Linked DNA regions of Sparus aurata: region 1 is linked to region 2. The links are chromatin contacts, called in public Hi-C maps. All regions are on one chromosome and are shown on one strand. Each heading gives the region's core, a stretch centred on a gene start, on an enhancer-like site or on the middle of the called end of the contact. The rest is flanking DNA. Distances are from core to core; before and after follow the strand shown.

Evidence for each region. A called contact is a pair of places that touch in the nucleus more often than the background predicts.
Region 1: a contact with region 2 is called in a Hi-C map of skeletal muscle, with 4 times the contacts expected there. The contact joins the promoter of fmn2a here to the promoter of LOC115596684 in region 2. A contact is called at or near these places in 2 of 2 Hi-C or Micro-C datasets (skeletal muscle and an unstated tissue).

Annotation. Positions count from the first base shown.
Region 1 is chr15:22,577,136-22,583,033 of fSpaAur1.1, forward strand. fmn2a (formin 2a) reads left to right here and starts at 4,308. Exons shown (of 17, transcript XM_030440926.1): 1 at 4,308-5,898. The coding sequence starts at 4,308. chrm3a (cholinergic receptor, muscarinic 3a) reads left to right here. Exons shown (of 3, transcript XM_030440928.1): 3 at 1-1,292.
Region 2 is chr15:22,377,510-22,384,088 of fSpaAur1.1, forward strand. LOC115596684 reads left to right here and starts at 5,007. Exons shown (of 3, transcript XM_030441995.1): 1 at 5,007-5,099; 2 at 5,195-5,253; 3 at 5,342-6,339. The coding sequence starts at 5,077. The coding sequence ends at 6,198. actn2b (actinin, alpha 2b) reads left to right here. Exons shown (of 21, transcript XM_030441994.1): 7 at 2,194-2,275; 8 at 2,444-2,529; 9 at 2,710-2,802; 10 at 3,030-3,260; 11 at 3,477-3,624; 12 at 3,965-4,115.

The sequences.
Region 1 (5,898 bases), core at 3,058-5,557, 200 kb after region 2:
AACCTCTGTACATTTGCCTTTCTAAATGGATATAGCTTTCCTGTGTCTGATGAAATATAAAGACTTCTTTTGTGTCCTTACTTTTAGTCGACAGAGATCTGTTTTTTTTTTTGTTTGTTTTGTTTTGTGATATTCATCTTTGGTTTTTCTAGATATTCCTGAGATTTTGAGCCAGTCTGAAAAATGATTATTCTGATGAACTGAGTTGTGAATATTCTGTGTGGCACCACAGTCAGTGAACTGCTGTTGTGTTCAATGTGATTGTTGTGGTTTTTATGGTGGAGACAATTAAAAGTACATTGGCTGTGTTTTTATGTACTTGCGGTTTTCTGTCACGAGTAATGATTATACAATAATGATATTCTGTTTGTGTACATTTGGATATTTCTGACTTGATACACAATGATCGATTGCGAAAAACACAAAGATGTCCATTTATAAAGATGTGTGTTTTGGTTTTACACTATCTTTTAAATTTCTACAACATGATGATTCTGAGGAACTCTTTGTAAAAGGCCGCTCATCGTTGATGTAGTGGAGCAATGGCAGCCTCTAGTGGTGTAAGAAAGACATGTTGTCCAGGCTGTTTCATTGTCAGTGCAGTATTTAAAATCCCATTCTGCTAATATGAAGACAAAAAAACATTGAAGGTACAATATTTTAACTTCTTTTCTGTCATAACCAATTTTTTGTGTTTAATTTCATATTATTTATGGGTGAAGTTTTTTCTTCTTTAAATGTATGAATTAAATCGACTTACAGCAATTGATTTGTAAATACAATCAACAGCTGTTTTTGGTCTACAGTGCGTCAGGTTTTTACAACATAAGTCTGCTTAAAGATGTAAAGCAAAGCAAGAATTTATTTCAGTTTTTATTGTATTGCACATTATATTATTCTTATCTTAAGTTGTTGTTTTTTACATTGACGCCACACCCAAATCTTGAATATTTGTGCAGCAGGTATTAAAGGATAAACTGTATTAGGACAGCTGTTATAGTGGAGGACGAGTGGATGTTAGATGCCATGGTCACACATATTGGTGGGACTTATGTGCTGTATGCAGAAGAGATTTTTAGAAATTATCCCATGCCTGTCATTAGTGGATATTTTGTCTGCTTTCAACACAATGTGCTCCAGTGTCATAATAGATTCTTCGTCAAAATATGAGAATTTTGTACTTAAATATTGGGAATGTAAACTACCAAAATGGTAAAACACAAACATTTTGTTACATTTCAAGTATGCTGATCATACTCATATTTTAAGTCAATAAACAAACAAAAAACTTTTTGACAGAAACGCTTATGTTTTTTTTTTGCATGTGTGTCACAATTCATGATTGTGTTATATTCATTTGTATCTTGATTGGGGCTGGACAGTATACCAATGTTACTGTCACTATATATCATCTGCTATCGTTATATTATGATATGACATAAATCTTGTCTTTTCCTGTGTATAAAGGCTGAATTACAGTAAAGTGAAGTCATTGTCTCGACATACTTAGTCATTATATCCACATTACTGATTATTATTTGTCAAAAATATAATTGTGTTATTATTTGTGAATGTCATCCAGTATGTTTTTGATTATATTTCAAAAAACTAAAATATATATTGTCAATCATGGTATAGCCTAAGAATATCACAATATTATTTCAAGGCCATGTTCCCCTGCCCTCACGTTGATTTATTTTAACCTTAATTTTCTAAGGATGAGCTCAAATAAATGAGTATTAGTATTGCCCAGACACTTTTGCACACCTCTGTGACCACAGCAACCCACTAAAGCAGGTGGGTGCCTTGTCTAAGAGCCATTATTAATGGGGGCTGGGTGACTCTCTGCTTGTTTTATTCTATTTTTGCAAGTTTAGTATCCAGTTATTAAGCATGTTGCCACTGGTAAAAAAAAAAAAAAAAAAAGTGAAAGAAAAAGAAAAGTTAGTATTGTTGCTGGTTGTTATATGTGTCATATCAGCTGTAGATATGGGACAGGGATGTTAATACTTACTTTTTACTGTCTCATTGTGTAAAAGCCAGAAGCCAGGGACTTTCCACTCCCATAGAGTGCATTCTATTCTAGCTTTATAGCCGGCAAAAGATACCACAAACCTCTACACCAACAACATAGGACTGTAAAATGTAGCTGAATAGGTTCACTGTTTGCTTTTATTATGACCTTTATAGTGTGTTTTTTTGTTGTTGAGGGATTTGTTTTCAAGAAATGCTTATCTGCTGCTTGTAAGAAAACCACCAAATTTGGAATTGTTGCTTTTTCAAAGTAATGTAAAACACACAGCCAGCACCCTAATAAGTAGGACCTTATTACCTCAGCACTAAATATGTTTTTCTTTTTGTGATTTAGTGATCATATATCCACCCACCTCCGAAACCTTCAGTTGTTTAAATTAGCCATTAGGCCTTCTGACATGTCTGGTAACTACTTATACTGGGAGGACACAGCTGAAACGTGTTTCTTGATTAGAGAGAAGGACTTAAAAGTGGCACCAGGGAGCAACAATCTAAAGGTAGAAAATACTAGTTGGCTAAATGTGAGGAGGCGGTGGAGGAGGAGGAGGAGGAGGAGGAGGAGGAGGAGGTGGTGGTGGTGGTGGTGGTGGAATTTGGTCCAATTTTTGTGTTAAATATAATCAATGCATCACTGTCTGTCAGCACCACAGCATTAAGACTGTGTCTAATATTAACCAGAAACTGAATAAACAAAAGGGTGGTCTTTGACTGTTACACAGTTGTGTATGTTCCCATGATGAATCCTGATGAAGTTAGTGGGGGCGTCTCAGACAGTGCTAATGGAAGATGTCCAGGGACACCAGGCATGTGATGAGGAAAATACCAACTTCATGTGACCCATGGCTAAGGAGCGGCTCATAGGCAGAGACAAACACCCATTTGTGTTGTTTTCTTCAGTCTGTGCTGATCCACTGAGGAGAATCCACCCATCAGGCAAGTACACTGTCATTGCTAAGTTAAAAATCTTTAACAAAGAGGTTTACATACTTTTTTTTCTTACCATTTCATGTGTTTGATTACCAATTTGACTTTAAATGTTACAAATGTGACTTGTGCTGCAAAGTTTTGACTTAATATTTGTTGGTTTTAACCGAAAACAGACCAAGATGTTCTCAAACGCTCAAGAAAAAATAAACTTTTATCAGTTATTGTGTTCGTACGCACTTCTACTTTTTGGTAAATATTTTTCTGTTAATTAGGATCCTAATTTCAAGAATGTGTCATTCATGTATTTGTTTATTTTGTTGTCGCTTCTGTGTAATTAGTTTCACTTACTTTATTTGAATTGTAACTTCAAACCACTTAATTTTGACACTATAATTACTGTTAACTGTCTAACTTGGTTTCTATTTTGTCTGTACCACACCCAGAGGAAATAATCAGTTCCCAGGCGTGCACTGATGCAGGCCTGAAGAAATGTCCTCTATTAGCTCTTTAATATATAAATGTAATATTTACCAGTAATATGCTGTACTGTGTCTTTAACTGGAGACATAATTTGTATCACCAGAGAACATTCTTACACCTCCATTTATCTGGAGATGGCAGTTTGATTTGAGACTAATCTAACTTTATTAAAGATTAGTCTGCCGATTATTTTCTCAGTTATAAGTTGTTGTTAGAGTTGGTAAGAATGTCCATCACACGTTCCCAGAGCCCAACAGTTGACCGCAGATATTTAGTTTGATATCATAAAAGAAGAAGAAAGCCGGCAAATATTCACTTATGAGGAAATTGAATTCACCACCATTTTGCTGTTTTTGATAAAGAGTAAAAGACTATGCATAGATTATAAAAATGGATTAATCGACTATTCCTTTCAGCGCAGCATTTTTAGATGAGCCCACATTGTAATCAGTGTTGTAAAAAGTACCCAAAAGCCAAAGTCTGACAAACATTTAATATCAGATACTTTGAGTATCAAAAGTAAATGTAAATTATACATGTATTCAGTGATGGAATGTTGAAAGTTAATTTACTCAAGAAGTGTACAATTTTTAGGAACAAACAGTCAAAACAGGAGTAAAGAGTTTATGATCACTGTATACAAAACATGTACACACTGCACAGCAACATGAGACATAGGCTTGCTTATGTCAGCTCGCCCTTATGTTGAACCTTTACCCCATGACTCCACTGATGACAGGCTGCCTCTCTTCTGCTGTGGTGAATGCTGCTTGGAAATAAAATAAATTAAAGTGATTTTAATTTGTTCTTCTTTTCCCTCCACGTCAGTGTAGAGTGCCTCTCCGGATGAAGCTTCATCGATCAGGATGCAGACAATAAAGACAGTGGAGACCCAAGTGCCCTTTCTGAAAGAGAGTTTCTTCACCACCACTTTCAAAGGCAGGAGGAAGAGCAGTGTTACCAGCCTCCTCCGTAAACAACAGCACTCGGTACTTAATCAACAACACCAGCAACAGCAGTGCATTTTAGAGCAGCAGCAGCAGCAGCAGCATCCAAAGCAATTTCTTCCCCGGTCAGTCGAAAACGGACAAGGGCAGCGCACTCCGGAGCATCAGCGCGTTGCTCGCTCAAACAGCAGCCCGTTATGCAAGACAGCTGAGCGTGCAGGAGCAGATGGGGATGGAGAGGAGGGGCGAAAAGAGAGGAAGGATCAGGGAGTCAGAGAGGCTGTGCAGGGGAGGGGGGGAGAGCGAGGAGTGAGTGGTAACGAGCCCGCGGCTGTCAGTGCCAGTCTCCTCCTCCTTTCATCATCAGCAGCATCAGTGGCGCTGGGGGAGGCAGCATCATTCTCACAGCTGCCTTTAACTGTGGTGGGCAGACAGCAGGGATTAAGCAGCTCTGAAAGGGCTCAGACCAACAGAGGAAGAGCATCAGTAGCAGCCCAGGAGGACGCCCAGCATGCCCAGTCTCGACCCCAGCAGCATGGCCTGTTAGCCAAGGGTGTCCGCCTGCTCAGGAACATGGGGAACCAGGAAGCAAAGCAGAAGAAAGGAGGAGGAAGTGCTGGAGCAGCAGCAGCAGCAGGGGATGTCTGTGATGGTGATGCTGATGAGAGGGACGTGGACAAAAAATCCAAAAAGTCCCACAGCAACGGGAAGAAGAAATCTAAGTCGGAGTCGAAGGGCTCTGTGTTTTCGGGGATGAAGATCAGGAAGAGTTTATCCAAGGCGAAAGGGTTGTCTAAGGATGACATGGTGGAAGATGGGAGGTCAGCACAGGTTGGCAAAGCAGGACTCAAGCCTTCTGCGGAGGCGAGCCTGTCAGCGGACGAAATGGGCATGCTATCAGATGTCACGGGGGATCTAAGCCGCTTGATCGCGGACAGTCACCAATCTCTGGTGGATGAGACCAGCCGGAAAACAAGCTCGGGATCGGATGCTGACCTTTATAGTTTTCACTCGGCAACAGCAGAAAATGAAGACCTGCTATCTGACATCCAGCAGACCATCAGAGACCAATGTGTGGCCGATGACAGGGTGCTAGAAATGGTGGCCGAGGGGAGAATAGCCCCTGAGAAGGTAACATCTCTCCAGCTGTTAAATCTGGATATGGGAGTTTTCTCTCCCCCTCCTGGTAGTGAATGTGTACCTGAAGAAGTAAGTGGAGATTTTAAGAAATTAGAGAACGAAAGTCAGGAAATACCCATATCAAGAAATTCATCCGGTCCAGGGTCCCTGAGCGAGAGTGGTCCGCCATCTTCAGCCGCAGACACAGAGCGAAGCAGTGGCAGCCTTTTCCCAAAGACCAACAGCACATACAGCTTCCCTGACACTACAAATACCACCAACTCATATGAGAGTGCTGAGGAACCCCAGGATGACCTGGAGAGCCCACTTATGCACCCACAGCTGAGCAAAAACATATGCGTTCCATGTGTCCGCTTGGAACCTGTGGTGG
Region 2 (6,579 bases), core at 3,757-6,256:
GCTAATGGATGTAATGCTGCTTTAATCGGTGGATGTGTTTCTTTTCCATTTCTTGAATTTTTTTTTCTTATAAGTGCATGTTATTAGTTTCACCTCATGCTTCATTATTCTTAACAAAAGCAGCTTACTTGGTGCACAACTTCAGCATAATTAGCATAAAAGAGAGGGTCGCTTCAGTGATCAAGTTTGTTTGTGCGCCCCCACTGTGCCCATTACAACAATGGATTTAATAATGGGGATATGTGGCCTCTCTTGTATGACACAAACCTGAGGTGATAAATATGACAAATGAATACTGACATTCTCATCCAGCTTTTTCTTTGTGTTCATGCTTCTCAAGATTAGATGTTTTTTCAGGTCAAACAGACCCAAAGCTTATTTAACTGTACTGGGTATTGACTGTCAGTGTTAGTGTATAACCAGGTGAGGGCCTCAGTGAGCTGCGCTGTGTATTTTGAGAGCTCAGGAGCACAGCTGACAGCCCTCCTGTGTCTATTAAGACAATAACGCACAAGCAAGGCACCTTTTTCTCTATTGAAAGAAGGTGCTCTCTTATCCAAATGGGCAGGCTGTGGCTGCTTTGCTGAGTTTCTGAGTGAAAACCAACAGAGATTTTATCCATAAGGTTTTATAGTCATATTTATCAGTTATTCATCCAATGAATTCATGAAGCAAATATTGGAAATAAATGGTCTATTTCCTAAAAAATTCAGCCCTTGTATCCGAGAGGACACCAGATTGCAGAGCTCGAATAGAAAATTTAACACTACTCAGGCCACATTTGGCCTAACACTAGGCATGTATAGTAGGGGAACACCATGGCTGGTTACGAAGAGTGACATTTCCATTTGTTTTGGAAACAGAAGCGCTTACTTCTCAGCACACAACTCAGTGGCCTGACTTGGCGATGACTCTGAATAGCCAGAGAAACATGAGCCTAGGCCCTGCTGAGCTCAGGCTTAGCTTTACCTCTGCTATTGTCCATGCTGTGACGTAGCGTTCCTCAGTTAGAGGCTGCTGGTCATCATGAAAGCTGGGAAGATGTCTGATGAACTGATTACTGCGATATTAAGTTGTCAACACTTCAAGATTATTGCAAGGCTGGTGTTGTCTTTCACAATTAGGAGGCTACCAAATCTATTCCTCAGTCTGTTTGTCATAGATGTTGACACATTTAGCCACTCTTCAGTTCTGCTCATGCTGCCAGGAGACAGTTGCGTCGTACGCCAGGCAGCTGTTGAGTCTGGCTCCAGGTGAGCGTGTTGGTTAAGCCTGCAGTTTTACAGCCGGCTGAGACAGCTCTGGTCAGGGGCGTGCACACAGAGGCCTTGGGGGTATCCTGCTATCCATCCCTCTATTGCTCCATCCCGTCATCTATTTACCACCCTATCCATCCATCTGTCTGTCCTGCACTGGATCTGTGAGCAGCTGGCCCTGTCATGTAGTGTGGCGGCCCCCAGCCCCCCTACCGTTATAGAACAGTGGTACAGAGATAGGGACAATAGCAGCAGCATGATAGCATGATCCATTTACCCCACTGTACTCACTCACCTCACTGACTGCCCCATTAGCAGGGAAGGGTTCACTGTCAGCTGTTAGCCTAATGCACCACTCCCACACTTGGTTTCTCCCCTCAGAGTCATATGTGTGATAAAAGCTAATTTCATTGATTATATCTGTCATTTACAAGAGATACATGATGTGTATTGTAGGGGTAAATTGCTTTTCTTGTGTAATCAATTAGTCGATTCATTTACTATCTGATTAATTTATGATCGTTTATCATAATAGTATAGTACATGTCAGTTATTTTTGTGGGTTCATTAATGTGAAGAATTGCTTCCCTTTCTCATCAGCTATCTTTTAAAAGACATCACTTTTGACTAATAGATCAATTGCTTGATTAAAAAAAAATCAATAGGCAAAATCATTTAATGTAATCTGTAGTTAAAAGCTGTACAGAAAGTAAGTAATGTTAATGGATTTGAGAGTTTCATGGGACTGATCAATCTGCAATCCTCAACATGGGAAGCTGCTAATTAATAATAATTAAGAATATAAACTTAAAAGGAGTGCCAGTAGAGTAGGCAAACAGGGAGTATGATGTGTACACCATAGCGGAGAGGTCAGCACAGTGGCATTTTAAGTCCAGCATTGCTGTTCAGTGATGTAGAATTGTATTTCTTTATTTAGGATGATCCAATGGGGAACCTGAACCTGGCGTTTGACATAGCAGAGAAACACCTGGACATTCCCAAAATGCTGGACGCAGAAGGTAATGTTTGATGAAGTAGATGTGCCCCATTTAAGTTAATTGAAACTGTTCTTTGAAATAAATGTTTGCGATACGACATTCACTGTGCTTCCTTCATTCTCCAAAGTTATTTTCTACTTTTTTCTTCCTTTTTGCCACCTTGCCTTTTCCTCCATCTCGACGCCACAGATATCATCAACACCCCCAAGCCGGATGAAAGAGCTATCATGACCTATGTTTCCTGCTTTTACCATGCTTTTGCTGGAGCCGAGCAGGTAAACTGGTTGAACTTCATCCCTTACAAATTAAACATTTAAAGACAAGTCTGATTTTCTGAGCAACAAATCTATTATGAGGATGACGTTATCAGAGCTATTGGAAGGATCGATGGGAGCATGGCCCACTGTGTTACTTTGCTCTTGCAATTACAATATTCTCGTGCCCTGTGCTCTCAGGCAGAGACGGCTGCCAACAGGATCTGTAAGGTGCTTGGTGTAAACCAAGAGAATGAGAAAATGATGGAAGAGTATGAGAGACTGGCAAGTGAGGTAAAGTCATTTTTCAAAATGTCCTTAAAATATTAATGGATAATGGATATATATATATAGTTCATATTAAATTAATCTTTTTCCTCTGCTTGTTACATGAAATAAGTTCAAAGTAAAAGTACAGACAAAAAATATCTGATGAAGAAAAATCATCAGCCCACTGCTGTCTCCACAAGGAGCTCTCCTACCTTTCCTCTTCCTCCTATGTTGTCTTTTCTGAATCCCAGCTGCTGGAGTGGATCCAACGCACCACTCCCTGGCTTGAGAACCGGACCCCCGAGAAGACCATGGTGGAGATGCGGCGGAAACTGGAGGACTTCAGGGACTACAGACGCCAGCACAAGCCCCCGAAGGTGCAGGAGAAGTGCCAGCTGGAAATTAACTTCAACACTCTGCAGACCAAGTTGCGCATCAGCAATCGCCCTGCCTTCATGCCCTCTGAGGGGAAGATGGTGTCTGTAAGTCAGTGTTCATGATTGTGTGACCTCTAATTGTATCAATTCTCATGGCATATGATTTAGAGGTTAGGATTCTACCAATACGGGTGATTTGTTGACACTTTTTTGCACCTTCAAATAACAAGTATTGATAAAAAAAAATGGGCAGATTTGCCCAGGGGGAATCAATACAAAACACCTTCAGTAAATAAAGTTAAACTGTGATTTTTCATTCAGGACATAGCAAGTGCATGGCAGGGCCTGGAGCAGGCAGAGAAAGGCTACGAGGAGTGGCTCCTTACAGAGATCCGTAGGCTGGAGAGGCTGGACCACCTGGCTGAAAAGTTTCGCCAGAAAGCAACCAATCATGAGAGCTGGGCCAGCGGTCAGTTTTGGTTTGGCTTTTTAGTTGTTTGCATGCAACTAACACTGCTACAATATGTTCATTGATATAAATGTTTATCTGTCTGTCTTGACATGTGAGCCTATCTATAGGCATCTGTATTCCAACTTCTCTGCCAGCTGTTCAATATTCAAGTGTTTCCTTTAACTACAGGGATCTGATTGAAAGTTTAAGAGTCTGTCCAATGCAATTAGCCTGTAGTGAACTGTAAGGGGTTGTTTTCTACATCAGCAATGACCAAATAAGGCCAGTGTTTCGATCCAACCTGCTAATCATATTTTTGTACCTCATTCCTCTCTCTCGGTTTGTATGTGTTATTCAGGTAAAGAACTGATCCTCTCCCAGAAGGACTATGAAACAGCCACCCTGACAGAAATCCGAGCGTTGCTCCGAAAACACGAGGCCTTCGAGAGCGACTTGGCAGCTCACCAGGACAGAGTGGAGCAGATTGCCGCCATTGCTCAGGAACTTAAGTACGCACTCCCTTTAGCAGACGTTTGCAGTCATGTGTCATGGAGGCCCTGGAGTATTTTGTCTTCTCCTGCCAAACACAACATCACGAGGGGGTGGTGGTGGTGGACTAATAGGAAAAGCAACCGATTGAATCGTGTTTCCTGTTTTTGTTATGTATTATTTTAATAGCTTTTTGGCTTTGCCCACTGTATAAGTGGCAGCTGCAATTATAGAACGACATCTGCACAACACAACTAGATTCTGCATTAGTTAATAGTCTCAAAACCTCTGATCTTAGTTCACAATTTAAATGTGGAAGAAGAAAAAGGAAACCGTCTGCATCCAAATCTCCACCAGTTGTACTTACTATGACTTGTTTACCGCCAACACTTCAAGTCTGCGAGGGCGTGAGACTGCAAGGCTGATATCTGCCACTGATAGACAGGCCTACATTAATAAATTGCATATGGTTTTAAGGTAAATAAGGTCAATTACAAGATACATTTATTGTCATTTTTTACCTCTACAGTCCATCAACTTCTAAATAATTCTGTATCATAATGTGGTTAAATATTATTTCTAGACTTGGGGGTAATTACATCAGTGCAGTTTGTTGAACTCTGCACTCCAAGCGATGTCTGCAGAAAGTCCTCCTGAGGGCCCTTGTGGACTGAATTAATAGTGGGTTTTGGACAGCCTTCAGCACTCGCAGACTCCATGCAAACGCCCCTGCAAGTTTGCAAGTCAACAAGACCGGTGAAGCCTGGATATTTGGATACAACCACCCTCTTCTCAGTTACAGATTAGCAGGATGGAGGGTGTGGCTTACAGGCATGCTGACATTTTCAATCAGGAATCAGTGAGGAACACCTGTCCGTCGTTATCTTCTCATTCTGGGATTGGCCACAGATTAAGTATTTCCTGTTTCATATTTAACTAGTCCTCTGAGTGAGGAAGATATCATTTCAACTGACAGGCAAAATGGCCATGTGGTTTCCTGCAAGGTATGTGCTTGTTAAATTATTATTTTGGCTTGTTCATTTTCCATTATTGGTTTAATTTTTATCCAAGTATTTGACCATGCTGTTTTCTCTTACAGTCAATTGCTCCTCTTTGCACTGTTAAGCTGGAATATCCATTGCTATCCTATTAAAAATGGTAAAACTAACACTTCACTGCAACTATAAATATACTTTATCACATGCTTTCTTAGCTTATTCGACTCACCACAAGTTGTCTCTCCTAGGCTGGAGCCAGCGTGATCCTAATGAAGGCAGTTACACTAGCATGGAGACGTCTCCTGGCTTTGATTATGGTTCATCCCAAAGTTTTCCTGCTCAGCCTTCCGATATGAATGATCCTGCTGTCTCCTTCCTGTATGAGCCAGAGAAGGCACAAGTGTATTCTAGACCTGAATCCCCTCCAGCAAACCCTACTCCAGGTGTGTCCAGCATGGCTTCATGGAACACTGCTCCTGTTTACTCTCCTGTGGCAGCATCTACGACTGCCTACGCCATGTCCAAAACTTCTCAACCCATGTCTGACATTGGCCTTCCTCACCCTCCGGGTTTTCAGGCAGGTGAGCTTGAAAAGTATACAAGCATCTTGGGGCAAGGTAGTTCAGAAATGGAAACGGAAGAGCCACATTTTGTGCCCCCACTGCCACCACCTGGTCCATATCCAGGACCTGCCTACCAGGCTGGTGAATTGCGTAACTATGTATCCATCTCTGAGAATGGAAATGAAGAGAGGGAAACGGAAGAACAAGGTTTTCTGCCCCTGCCTCCCTATGCCGCTTCTCCACTGGGAACTAAGGAGCTGTCTGCTTTGTCCACATCTGAAGGCCCCGCGCAGCCAGTTTCCCAGGAACCGGAACCAGTGGGACAAAACTACTTCTACCATCTCTTCTTGACTGGTCAGCTTCCTACTGGCACACTGTCGCACTTCCAGTCAGACTACGAGAAAGGCAGAGACGACTATGGTGAAGTCCAATATGAGAGATACTACTATCCTGTAGCTCAACAGTCGATCATCCCTACTCAGACCCAGGAGCTTCCCAGTGATGAAGTCTATCAACCGCCTCAGTACTATACCAAAGCTTAACAGGACACTAAGTCTTCAACTTGAAGCAGATGATGAAGGCAGCTCTACTCCCTGCAGTTTACTAAAATGTACTTATGTCTGTGTTCAAGTTGCTTGATCTGAAATTTTAATAAAATGAACACGGTCCCTCCTGTGTGTAAATGTTTTCACCATCGCTGTGGCAAATGACCTCTGAGCCAGTTAATTGCTCTGTAAAAGTTGGCAAATTACCCTAATCTGGTGGGGATGCAGGCACCCTGTTGCTGAACTTTGACATTTGATTGGTTTAAAGGAATACAAACACCCAGTTTGGGGGGGGATGGAGGAATTTGACAAGTCATATTAATCATTAGTCAAGTTTTGGGTGGCAGTTAATTTTACAATTTACATTTTAGCAATTTC